Regions from separate parts of the Columba livia genome. Here region 1 is linked to region 2. Evidence: chromatin contacts called from public Hi-C data. All regions are on one chromosome and are shown on one strand. Each heading gives the region's core, a stretch centred on a gene start, on an enhancer-like site or on the middle of the called end of the contact. The rest is flanking DNA. Distances are from core to core; before and after follow the strand shown.

The links. A called contact is a pair of places that touch in the nucleus more often than the background predicts.
Region 1: a contact with region 2 is called in a Hi-C map of crop, with 3 times the contacts expected there. The contact joins the promoter of LOC102093490 here to the enhancer-like site in region 2. A contact is called at or near these places in 2 of 2 Hi-C or Micro-C datasets (crop and liver).

The regions. Positions count from the first base shown.
Region 1 is chr14:11,462,807-11,469,368 of bColLiv1.pat.W.v2, forward strand. LOC102093490 (solute carrier family 22 member 4) reads left to right here and starts at 4,491. Exons shown (of 10, transcript XM_005503650.3): 1 at 4,491-5,306. The coding sequence starts at 4,914.
Region 2 is chr14:11,379,729-11,386,363 of bColLiv1.pat.W.v2, forward strand. P4HA2 (prolyl 4-hydroxylase subunit alpha 2) reads right to left here and starts at 1,054. Exons shown (of 17, transcript XR_010466161.1): 1 at 928-1,054. Within about 2 kb of position 5,338, at least 1 of the 3 cell types and tissues checked has an H3K27ac peak away from gene starts, as active enhancers do.

The sequences.
Region 1 (6,562 bases), core at 3,241-5,740, 82 kb after region 2:
CTGACTTCTTCACTTCCTAACTCAAGGAGTGCTGGGAGGTGAGTGGCAGATGTCTGTCCTCCTGGAGCTGACTGCCTTAGAGCAGACAAAAGCTGCTGGCACCATGGGGTGGTGGTGCTGGTGCTCACCTGAGGGATGCTGAGCACCATGCTTGGAAAAGCTGGTTGGAAGGGACCTCTGGAGGCCACCTGGTCCCTGCTCCTGTCCCTAGGCGGTACCTGCATCCCTCTCAGGACGTGTTTAATCTGTCCTTGATTGGAAATTCCCTGCTCCCTGGGTATTATTTCCAAACATTGTTGGAATAATCTCCCCAGACAAGTGGTGGATTCCCCAACATTAGGATAGTGGGCCAGCTTCTCCAGACTGGGCTTTTTCCAAAGAAAGTTCAATCAGATGATCCTCATTGTCCCTTCCAACTTGGTATTCTATGATTCTGTGATCTGTGGGTTGCATGGGATGCACAGGTGTGCATTGTGTGCATGATGTGCAGAGGAATGTATGGGATGCAGAGGGTAGATAGTGGTATTAGTAAATAAATGGGGGTGCACGGGGCTATATAGGATGTGGGGGGGGGTTCATGGGGGTACGTGGGGGTGCACAGGGGCAGAAGGGGCACACGGGGTGCCTGTGGTGCAGGGGCATGGGGCAGGCCAAGACCGAGCCCTGCCCTGCCCTGCCCTGCCGGCTGCTGTGCCTGTGTCTCTTGCACCACCTAGTGATGGAAACCGAAATATCCAGCGCTTTCAGGTAGGATGGGAGAAGAACTTGCGCTCTGAAGATTCCCAGCGTTGTGGGGTGGTTTCCGGGTGGGAACAACCACATCCACCTAGAGGGCTTCTGAGAAATCTCTAGCAAAGGCTGTGCTGGGAGAGTCGGGTGTGAGTAGTAGCGATGGGTTTGAACCTGTCTGCTCAGCCCTTGAGTGCTGTCAGATATCCTGTCTCTTCTCTGGCAAGAACTCTTGCCTTCCTGTGCTCTGACACAGCCCTGCCTGCCGTGCCCCACATCGCTGAGCCCTGACCCTCGTAGTGTCACAGAATAGTGTGGGTCGGAAGGGACCTTCCAAGCTCACCCAGTGCCACCCCTGCCATGAGCAGGGATATCTTCACCAGCTCAGGTTGCTCAGAGCCCCGTCCAGCCTGGCCTGGGATGTCTCCAGGGATGGGGCATCCACCACCTCTATGGGAAACATGGGACAATGTCTCACCACCCTCAGTGTAAACCATTTCTTTCTCATGTCTAACTTGAATTTCTGCTCCATTAGTTCAAAACCATCACCCCTTGTCCTGTTGTAACATACCCTTCTAAAAAGTCTGTCCCCAGCTTTCCTATAGGCTCCTTTTCAGTACTGAATCACTGTGCCCTGACCCACATCACTGTGTCCTGCCCCAAAGGCTGAGGGGACATGGATGCAGGATGGGGTGATACTGCCCCAGGGCATGGGTGCTGCTCCTCGGTGCATCTGCTCCTGCTGCAGAGCTATGGTCAAAGCGTATGCTGGTGTCAGCTGGCAAGGCCAAAGTGGTATCTCTTACCTGACCAGAGTGACATTACACCAGGTAAAATTACTTAAGTCCTTGGTGATTGGGTGGTGGATGGTCTTGGGAAAGCTAGCTCTACTTGAGTATAGGTGTGTTTTGGGGGGTTTTATTGCAAATCCTCACACATATACTACAGGCAGGTGCCCTGGTCCATCTCTTTTGCAATATTCTTACCACAAATATGATTACCCGAAAAATAATTATGCTGAGTGCTTGTCTGCCCAGCTCTGCTTAGGAAGGGAAAAGTTGACGCAGTAGTGCCAGGAACTGGAAAGCGATGGCTACAACTGCCCCTAAAAGCTCCAAGTCCTGTAAATTAATATGGTTTCAAGTGAGAATTGCACTAGCCAGTCCTCAGTCCTGCTCAGTGGGTACACACAGTCATATTGCACTGCTGGAATGAGCCAAGAGCCTTTTCCAGAGTTGCCAAAGATGATTTTTTCCCAGATGCCATCTGTCTGGTGAGACGTGGCCATGATGGACATGATCACTGGCTCCATCCGTGCCAGGGTGTGTGGCAGGCCAGGAGTGTAAGGCCAAGGTTTGGGGCAGAGCATGGCTGTACCTCACTCTAACACATGGAATCCCTTGGAGGACACTTTGCAGAATCAGTAAACACACTTAAAAAATGGATTTTGCTTTGCCCCATCAATTAACGAGATTCCACATGATCTGAGTGCTACACAAGCAACACGGAATTATAGAACTCACGTGTTTTCTTAATTCCCAGCTCTCAAGGTGTCTCCTGGGAGGGTGACCTAGTCCCAGCAAGGTAGAGGATCCCTTGAGAGGGGCCTTGCCCAAGCAGAAGAGAGAGAGCGGAGTCGCCGTGAGCAGTAACCACCCTGAGCCAGGGCACACCAGGAGCTCCGGTGACAGCCGTGCTGCTGGCAGTGTCACAGGGTGAGTGTGACGGGACTGCACGTGGCAGGAGCCGGGCAGCTTCCAGGACTACAGTAGCCCATTGGTGCCACTTCCCCAACCAACCCCTGTCTGACTGGCTTAGGCCATGTTAGAAAATACTGTTGCACAAGAAAAAAGTATTTGCACAAAAGGTGATTTCTCAACTATACAAAGATTCACTCTTTCTCCCCTTGTGACTCCTTTGGTCTGCCGGCTCCTCAGCATCTGATTTCGCTTTACAGGAATCTCTCCATCCTCATTTCCCACAAGCTGCTCTCTATTTAATAGCTGAAAGTGTATTTTAGCAGGTTGCAGTGAAATCCACTTACAGCTTTCAGAGGGGTCATTTGGAAGAAGTAGGACTGGTCCTTCCACTACAGCAAATTTGTTCTGTGACTGCCTGAGCCATCTACTGGCCGCTAATTCTGTGTGGTATTCATAATCTCTATACCTGGGCTGAAGCATCCCAGATGTTGGATGATAAGTGGTGTTTCCAACCTGGGGAGCACCTGGCAAAGGCTGTCAGGAGAGTGGCATCGCATGGCTAAAATGATTGTATGCAGTAATTAGTGGTGCTGGAGCAGAGCTGACAAGAACTTGAGGTACTACTAATTTATGCAGATTCACAACATAAGAGAAAATCCCTTACTGTTTTAATGTTGAATGCTTTAAATTTATAATACATTAAGGATTCATCTGCAAACTGGATAAACCTGCCTATGCCATATATGTTTACCACTTCCTTTGGTTACATTAATTTTGCAGAACCACCACAGTTATTTACGAACACTGCAAATTATTCCTCTGTAAGCAATTACTGTTGACTAAATAATTATTAAGATTGCATTAACATTAATGCTTAAGACAATACACTCCCAGTTCCTCCTTCCCTCAGGGGACCAGGCATGTGTTGCCTGTCTCCTGTGGTTCTTGCCCAGCTCCAGGGCAGGGCAGGCTGCCTGCTGCTGTCTGTGAGCCCCTGATCTGCCCGAACTGCCCCTGCCCCACCCTTATCACTGGGGACAGCTTTGGCTGTGGAATAGCTCAGGCCTGGCAGTGAGATGTCATCTCCAGCCTCTCTTGAAGTGGGAGGTATCTAAACCTTCCCCATTTTCTGCCCCTTATCCTGAGGAGCAGTGGATCTCTGCCTCGCCCAGATAAATGCTGCCATCTGCTTCTCCACCCTGGGTACTGCTGCAGCCATCGCTCCGGGTCTGTGCCTTTACCTTCCACGTAACCTTCTCATCATCCCTGTCAGACAGATGTTTCCCCAGCCTGCCCCACCCGCTGCCAGCACAGGGACCCTCAGCTCTGCACAGCCAACCTGTCCCATTTTTGAGTGGGAACCCTGCTGTACTACTCCAGGGAGCTCGATCCTTCAGGCAAGCCAAGTGCTGTGCATATTTCAAACACCATCGTGTTTCTGAGTGCCCCTTGAGATATTTCAGATGACAGTGTCGCTCAGATTTCTGAAATGGCTTTACCAGCTATCTACATATCTCTCTCCAGGCAAAGCCAAGAGTCACGTGTGAAACAGTAATAGTTAACAGATAGCGAACCGGAATATAAAAAGCTCCTCTCCTGAGGCCAGACTGCTACAGGCTCCTTCAGCAGTGTCTGCTCTGACCTTGTCTGTTGCATAAACACCATCGGGAAAAAACACTGGGCTGCAGATAATCACAGATTTTTCAGGGGCACGAACACATTTGATTTCTAAAGCTGTGTCAGTGCAAAGGAGGGGCTCATATTGCTCCTGCCTCAAGCAGTATCCTGCGTACCACGGGGTGCTTTTCCCGGCAGCCCCCCCCGCTCATGGTTTGATCGAGAGCTGTTCTAGTTTCCTATTTATTAACTATTATCGTGACTCTCGGTTTTGCCCAGCTCTTGCAGGGTGCATTGTGCAGTGATATTCGTCCGTCTTGCAGCGGCATTACAAGGAGGAACCTGATTCAGGTTCCAGAAGGGGCTGGTTTCAGGGCGCCGGAGAGGGCTCGGGGCGGTGGAACCATCGCGTTGCTCCCAATCTCACCGGACGCCGATTTCTTACCGGCAGCAGCTGCCGAGCCAGCCCATCCCAGCTGTGGGCGCAGCGGGGTCGCGCCCGGCCGCGGGTGCCGAACCGCCGATACCGGCGCAGCCCTGACCGCCTCGGCTGACAGTCAGGAGTCCCCGAGCGGCGATTTAAAATAAATCTGCTAAATATTCTCGGTGCAAAACCGGAAAATGCCTCATTGGAAAGCTCTGGAGCCGACTGCGGAGCAAACGTGAGTGCCCATGTGCCTCCGGCTCCGGGGATGCTGAGGGGCCGGCAGCATCCTCTCCTCTCCCCACCGCTCCCCGGAGCGGGGCCGCGGGCACCCGCCGGGACGCACCGCCTCCGCGGGGGGCCGGGCCGGGGCGGAGCCGCCGCGGAGCCGCCGCGCGGGCACCCGCGGTCAGCGCAGAGCCGCGGAAGACCCGCGCCGCGCCATGCGCGACTACGATGCGGCCACCGCCTTCCTGGGCGAGTGGGGCCGCTTCCAGAGGCTCGTTTTCTTCCTCCTCAGCGCCAGCATCATCCCTAACGGCTTCAACGGGATGTCGGTCGTCTTCCTGGCCGGCACCCCGGAGCACCGGTGCGCGGTGCCCCGCAGGGCCAACCTGAGCGGCGAGTGGCTGAACGCCAGCATCCCGCTGGAGCTGCGGGACGGCCAGGCGGCTCCGAGCCGCTGCCGCCGCTACAACCTGGCCGCGCTCGCCAACTTCTCGGCGCTGGGGCTGCTGCCGGGATCCGATGTGGAGCTGGGGTCGCTGGAGCAGGAGCCGTGCCTGGACGGCTGGGAGTACAGCCGCGACGTCTACCACTCCACCATCGTCACCGAGGTGCGCGGCCGCGGAGCCCCGATGCCCCGGGAGAGGCTGTGACCGGCCGGGCTTTGCCAGGGCTTTGGGGGGTCGTTGTGCCTTGCGAGGGGGGCATGAACAGGGAGCAACAACCAGCAGGTCAAGTGTCTGTGAGAAAGGATTGGATGCTGTGAAGAGAGGAGGGGGTATGTGGGGTGAACAGCCCCCGGAGGAGCCCCCAGTCCTCGTTATCTCGGTGGTGTTTTCCATTGAAACTTCAGCTTGTTTTATTTGGAGAGGGGGTTTGTGTGGAGGGGGAGGCAAAGGCTGAAAATAGAAGCCTGATCGTTTCCTTCTGTCGGCACACTGACTGTCCCAGTAAACTTTCTGTCTGATGGAATCTGACACTTGTTCCCAGTGCCACTTTGAATGGGGACATGGGTGCTTTCTGGTAAACACACAAGCAGCCCGGATGGGTCTAGAGCAGCGGTGGGCCCTTGCTGGTGCCAGCACCCTGTGCCAATGCTGCCAGCTATGCTGGTGGCTTTGGTGGCCATCAGCGTTGGTGTGAGGCAGGTGCTGTGGTTGGTGCCTGCGGTCTGTGGCGTGCCTGGCATGCTGTGGCAGGTTCCTGACAGAACCTTCCCTCAGGCTACAGCCAAGCTGTTGGCTTTGGTTTTTTTAAGGTTGTACAATGGCATCATTTGTACTGGGTGTCTTATGGGAGCATGGATGGTGACAGGTCATGTGAACACTTGTTTGGGTTTTCTGGCCATGCTCCAACAGGGGCATGCTGTCTGTCTGCTTGCACTGGTGGGGAGCTTGGTAGAGAAGGAAAACATGATTGCCCTAAAGCTGCAGAGTTACTGCTGCTCTTTTGTGTTTTGTGAGGGGGTTCAAGGAATAACAGGCTCATCCTTATACCAGCCAGTGTTTGGGTTTGGCAGCTGGTGGGCTCCACAGACATTCAGACAAGCAGTGTACCCCAGGTAGCTGAGGGACACCCCGCTCACGCACCGATGGCTCACACTCAGGGTGCATGGCGCGGAGCGGGTATGTGGCTCTTGGCTCAAGTCCCCGTGACTCAGCAGCAACATCTGCCAACAAAAACTGTTGCATGGGGCCCCGGCCAGGAAGAGTCTTGACTGAGAGGCACATGGATGTGGGTCTGTGTCCCAGGGACACAGGAGCAAGGTTTGTGCCCCAGGGATACAGGCAGGGTCTGTGCAGACATGGGCTCAGCTGCACTGAAGCGTACAGGAAGGGAGGCAAGTGGGGAACGGCTCCATGCTGGG
Region 2 (6,635 bases), core at 4,088-6,587:
GTCAAAAAGCACATTTTGCATTACTATGACACAGCAAACTATCACGCCCCAGCTGAGCTGTGCTAACAACCTGGGCAGTACCTTTCGTTTTCACACCAGCCTCTTCTTCACTGCATTTGCACAACCCTTTTAAACCAAGGCTTCAATTTCTGCGCCGTACCACTCACACACAACTGTTTGCCTGATTTCCACCCCAGCTCAGCTGTGCAGCTGTGTGCTTTGACAAATTAAAGAAAAAAGATGTAGTTTTTGGAAAACAAATCTCAGGTTAAAACAAAATGTGACAGGAGTAGAACAAGGGGGCTTTGAGTGAATTTACGAAGCTTAAGACACCGCTTGGTCTTTCCTGAGCCTGCGGCAGCTGGAAGCACACACGCAGCCAGGTAACTCAGCGCACACAACAACCTTTGTGGTGCTACCATCAGAGAGATAGATAGACTTAAATCTGAAGGGCAAGGAAAAGGGGAATCGGCCCTTGTACGCTTTTTTTTTTTTGAAACGTCACTTTCGGCTCTTTCCCCAGCCCAAGCTGCCGTGCCCCGGCCAGACGCCGATACACTGCGTCTGCTGACCCCATAAGGAGCCGCCGAACCGCGGGGGCCGCTCGGGGCTGTACCCGGGACCCGCGGACACCCCGCAGCGGACGGGGAGCTCTCAAGGGCCAGCCGAGCGCTGAACCGCGGCACTTCACAGCCGGCTCCCCCCATTCGGACTGCCCCAAGCCCGACCTCCAGCCACGGCCCCGCCGCAACCCCCGCGCTCCTCACAGCGGGACCCCCGACAGCCCCAGGGGGCTGCGGCACCAGCCCGTCCGCCCTCCGGGAGCCGCCGCCCCGTGGCCCCTCAACGCTGTGGGGCAACTCCACCTGCGGCCGCTCCCCTCCCCGCCCGAGCCCCGACCCGGCTCACCCGACCGGCCGCACGCACCCCGCTCAGCCGCGCTTCTAGAACCGCCCCGGCCCTTCTAGTCGCGCCGCCGCCCGCCCGGCCGGGCCGGCCCCGGCCCCGCTCCTATTGAGCCGCCGCCACGTTTGAAGCCCCGCCCAGAGCCCCGCCCCTCCTGCCGTAATGCCGCGAGTAGCGGCGCACACAGACTCCCCCCTCCGCGGCCCTCCCGGGATCACCTCAGGGCCGGGCGGCGCGGCCGCTGGGGCCAGGGCTGGCGGGGGAGCGGCGTTTGCGCCGGAGGAAAGCGCGTTGCACAGAGAAATTAAACAGCACCTGGAAACGCTACTTGCTTTCTAAAAACTGCCCACATGGCTCTGAAACCCTTCCCTGCGGGCTTGCTGTTCTGCGGCTCCCACACCACAGCTCAGCCAGCGTGAGGCAGGGTGTCCAGTGCCCGATACCTCCCTGTGAACCTTGGGCAGTGTCATAAGAAGGAAAATTACGTTTAAAAATTAAATTATGAGCTTATCTCTGTACTGGAATGCAACCAGAAGGTGTGAGCAAGATGTGACAGACCAGGGAAGGAACGGCCGGGCTCCACTTGGGCCCTCTGGGGCTCCTGGGGTCACAGCACCTTTGGGCAGGATGAACTCGAGGGCTGAGGCATGGACAGAGCTGAAACAAAGCCAGAGGAGATCGTTCCCCCAGCTCACTGGGAACATCTTACCGTGTTCCCCTGGACAAACCCCTATTCACACCAATTCAGAGCAACCTTCATCATTACCAATCATCATAATGATTAACTTAGCCAAAAAGAACATCTTTTGAATATTAAATATAGCCAGAAACTGAATCAGACCATACAAGACACCAAGAACAAGCTGTCTCTTGCTTTCCAGACTCACTCCACCATCACAAGTCCATTTGCTGAACAGAGATCTAGCAAAATGTGACTGAAAAAGCAAGGTTTTGGGAGATGAGTCACCGTATCAGAATTCATAAAGAAAATGGAAAACAGGGAAATAAATATCTAACATAAGGGTGCAATTTCACTGAAGCTTCTAACAACTGCTAATATTGTAAACCGTAATAAAAGTGTCCAGCTCTCTAGTCACCAAAACATCCTAACAGAGCTCCATATGTTTCACATACATACACACACTTTGTACATTAACATTTATTTGGGTGAAGTTAATTTCCATCACATATTTAGAAAAGACTGCATTACCGTCAGTGAAAGAAGCAATCTGTAAGTCTGTGATGGCACTGAAGATATTAGTGCATTTTGGGAACTGTAGAAACTGCATTAGTCTTCAGAGACAATGATGTGATGCAGAGCCAGGTTTCCTACTCAGTTCTAATGCTTCTTATTTAACCTATTTTTATGACAGACTTTTTGCTCTTATGGATAAATCATTTTTTTCCCCCTCTGTTTTAGTGGAAAAGACTAAAAGTATGTTTGTAGAGGCAACACGAGTACACAAGAATCTGTCTTTGCCTATGTGAATAACCAGCTGTGCAGTGCTTTTGACTGTATATACAGACCATACCATAGTATTAGCACAAAGGGCCTTTTTAATGTTTCTATTTACTATATTTTTTAATGTTTCTATATACTGCAGTAAGTGTTACCCTTATAAAATACCAGTTTTGCTTTAGCTATATTGGCTTTGAAATTCTTTTACATGAAGCTGCTGGGCTTGCAGAGTGAATGAGGAGCACATCTCAGGCTAAAACCAGCTCCTTTGCTGGGAGAGATCTCTGATAGAAAAGAAGGAGGAGGAGATACTGCTCACTAAACCAGGGTCCAGGGAGAGAAGGAGGCAATAGCTGGAGGTGGCTTTTTAACAGCTGATTCTACCAGTCCAGGTTTATGTCCCTTTAGCACAACCCCAGATGGCACCTGCAGAGCTATGACAAGGAGGTCTGGTTTGAAACCAGGAGAATCAAGCATCTTGTGAGTTTTTCAAACCCTTACCTTCCTTAAAAGTGGAGTCAAAATCCCTTTGCAGAGAGCTTGGCTGTCAAATGCACACACAAGTATTTTTGGATGCCCCCTTGTCTCTCATATTACAAGGCTTTTGTCTGAGACCTTAACAGAGGAAATATTAAAACTACGTAGGAGTACTTACATGGTGCAGTATAGTATTTCCCATAAAACAATGCATTGAGTCAGAGCAGAGGAGGCAGGGATACGTCTGGGTAACAGAACTCTTTCTGATCTCAGTGTAGCTCAGGTTTCTCCCCACAACTTTAGCTAAAAAGTACATGTGTAAAAAGACCTCATACATTAATAAATGCAAAATTTAGCTGTGTGCCTGTGGCTCTTCCTTTGTTTTTTGTGAATGAAAAAATAATTACACCAGATCCTAGAAGAGCAGGAATGGAAGCCAAAAAACGGGGCATGCCAACATCCTCCCTGCACTCTTCAAAGATTCAGCCATGAGTCTGACCAGTGTCTTTACATCTACCATAGCTAAAGATCATGCTATGCCATGAAAGTGGTGTCTGATGAAGTATTGTCTAGTTATTAGTCTTCCTTTATTGTGTGCACAGATGGATCTTACCAGCTGAGGATTTGATGCATCAAAGGAAACACAGACTCCGTTGTTGATGGGGAGAAGTAGAGGGACTTCTGAAGTGAGGGAGAGGGTGGGTGCAGGACTGGGATGAGTCTCCTGTGCTGGCTGCACCTGTGGGCTCAGCGCTGGTGGTAATTGGTCACTGGTACCCAGCTGGCAGCAAAATCATGGAGCATTTGCTGAGAGCAAAATTCCTGAGCGTTTGCCAAGAAGCCACCTTGAATCAGAAGCCCTGAGTGTTAGAGAAACAAGGTCCATCACCAAGAAAAGGTGTGACTGAGATGCAAGATTTACCATACACAAGATAAATGCCATGCAGCTGAACACACACATCTCACTAGGAATAGACTGGGATATGATTACCTTCTCAAATTATACACTGTGCACAGCGGCAATGGGAAGCTACATCAGGTTCCTGCACATCCATCATGCAGCACCACAGCCCACACAGCCCACGGTGCTCTGCACGCTCGTGCTGCTCTTCTGCCCTGCGACTCCTCTCTGCATCACAAGTGAAATTGTCCAGCAGCCAAATCAGGCCAAACCCAGGCATCTCTGTACAGGGCTGCCCTGCACAGGCTGAACAAACCCTCGTGTGTGAAACGCTGAGGTGGCAACTCTATCAAGTTTTATCCTCTGATAAAACTCAGAGATATTGGCTGCAAATAAACTCTTGCTCTGAATGTTTCCCAAGCAGCCAGACCTGGACCAGGCTCCTGCTGGAATGGGCGAAAGACCCTTTGCACTCATACTGGTTCAGGAGCTCAGTCCTGCAGGGTCCTGAGCTGCCCTGACGCTGGTGTGCAGACAAGCTGGGTGGACTGGGGAGGCTGCAGGCACCAGTCAGTGTTATTCAAGTTTACACCCCTTGAGGACACCAAAGTGCAACCGAGAGAAATGAAAGGATGAGATTTACGTGTTAAATTCTGCTGCAGATAAGCTAGACGAGAGTTAACGTGAGATAAACACCCAGCGTGCAGATGGAAAAGGTCTGTCATACAGCGCGGTGGCTCCAGCTGTCTCTGTGCCAGCTTTGGGAAACTAAAGCTGGATTCGCTGGGACCGTCGGGAAGAGGAGCCTGGGGAGGAATCCGACGACTTGTGTTCCTGCTTAATGTAATTATGGTACAGCCGAGGCTGGTCTGGCAGCGCTCTGAACCGTGCCCAGCTGCACGTTCACAAGGTCATTTAAACTTCTGCAAACATAGAAATAACTAGTAGCTGCCTGATGAGCTTGTTTAAAACTAAGTATACCCATACAGAATTAGAAGTGACTGAGTATAGGAAGGAGAAAAGACACGTTCTTCCCTTCATGTCTTATTTAAAATGACAGTGCCCATATTTTTATTAGATTTTCCAAATTGTCCAGCATTTCCCAAAAGAACTGGGAGACTTAGGGATGCAAATTGTAGCCCTTGCTAAGCAGCGGAGGGGCTTGCGGGGCATAAGGCAGCTTTTATAAATGATGTTCTGATATTCTGCTCTGAAATCTGTCCATGGGCACTTAAGGCAGGTGGCTCTGCAAAAGCAACGAGTGGTTGTAGCCCTGATTGTTTGCATTCATGGGAGGCACTGCCCAGGCTGAAACATTTTTTAAATCATATCCACATTTTATGCTTTTTAATCAAAGTTTGGCCCCCTCCTCAATAAAATGAGTAAGCTCTTCCGTAAACTTGGCTTGCAGGAACGATGAATCAGCCTGTGTTCCCTGTTTTAACTAAGGGGAATATACTGCAAGTCATCAGAGCCAGGGGAAGATGCTGAGAACCGTAGCAAACCTCAGCAGCAGCCCCAGCTGAGGCCCAAGGACACATCCCCATCTCTCCATGTCACCATAGCCAGGGCTGTGAGCGACGTGGAATGTACCTGGGTGGCTGGCGAGCACGCCCCAGCTGCTGAGTGTTACCTGTCTGACCTCTGTGTTCTCCGAGAGCAGTAATTTTCACTAACAACTGAGAGAAACAAGGGCTTTGAAAGCAGCCAGACCACCCCGGCTGAAGCTCAGAAAGCAACCTCCAAGGGATTTAGCTTTGCAACACATTCAGAGAGGTTTGTGGAGGAGAAGCACGTTCTGACACAGGATAGGGAAAGCCCAAGAGGGAGTGTGGAAGAGGATTCGAGTCATTCTGCACTGCGCTGTGCAGAACCTTCCTCCCTGCATGCCGGGGATTTTAACACGGATTTTGTACGAGACTGAGCGGCCAACATAAAGCAGGATCTGTGAGTCATTCCTTTGCAGACTCCAGCATAAATCAAATCCAGAAATAGGAAAGGCCAGCTGGTCACATCATTCCTTTTAGGTTTAGGGAAAGATACAGTTAAGAAATGTGGGTAAAAGACATTACAAAACCACGAAAAAAAAAATCTCAACCCGTATTTTATTTAGGCTGCTAATTAGTGGATGAAAAGCCAGACTTTAAAGAAAAACATATTGAACCAAACTGAAGCCAGATCAGTATGAAATCTTTCCCCTCAGAGATAGTTTGCGGTCCCTGTGCTGCTGTCACCCCCAGAGCAGAGCTCCCTCTCTGTGTGCGGGTTTTCTACATGGAACTGAGATCTGCCTCCAGAAGAGATGCCATAAACATGGAAAGGGTCACCACATCTTGTTTTTTTTGTACTAAAGAGGGCAGCCCAGGCAAATGCCGCTCCAGGGTTTTACTGCTGACTATCAGCTCCATATTATTACTCAACCTGCATCAGGCCTGTGCTGGCTTGTTGCATCCCTTATTCACACAACATATTTTACAGACCTTAGAAGGAATACCCAGCTAATGGAAAATGCTCATGCAGAGGACTCATTAGCTTTGTTTGAGCTCTGAGAATTCAGATCTCAGCATTAAAATCTTAGGGGAGATGACAGCATCCTTCTTAAATTTTCCAATGCACAAGCAAAGGGAACCTGTCTTTCCTCCATCTGAAGAGCACTTGGTCCTCCAGCTTCTCATCATTCCCACATGTGACATCCCTTCACTTGTCTCCTGTATCATTCATGGCTCATGTGCAAGCTTCCAGGCCAGGGGGTGCTAGGGCTGCCCTTCTCCCCAGAGGTCTCTCCTCTCCTGTTTGATCAGAAGCTACTTCTGCAAAGGATTTTTTCTGAATTCCCATTTCGGTGTTCAAGCAGGGCAACCCTGGCAGCATGATTCCTCATCCTTCCTCTGA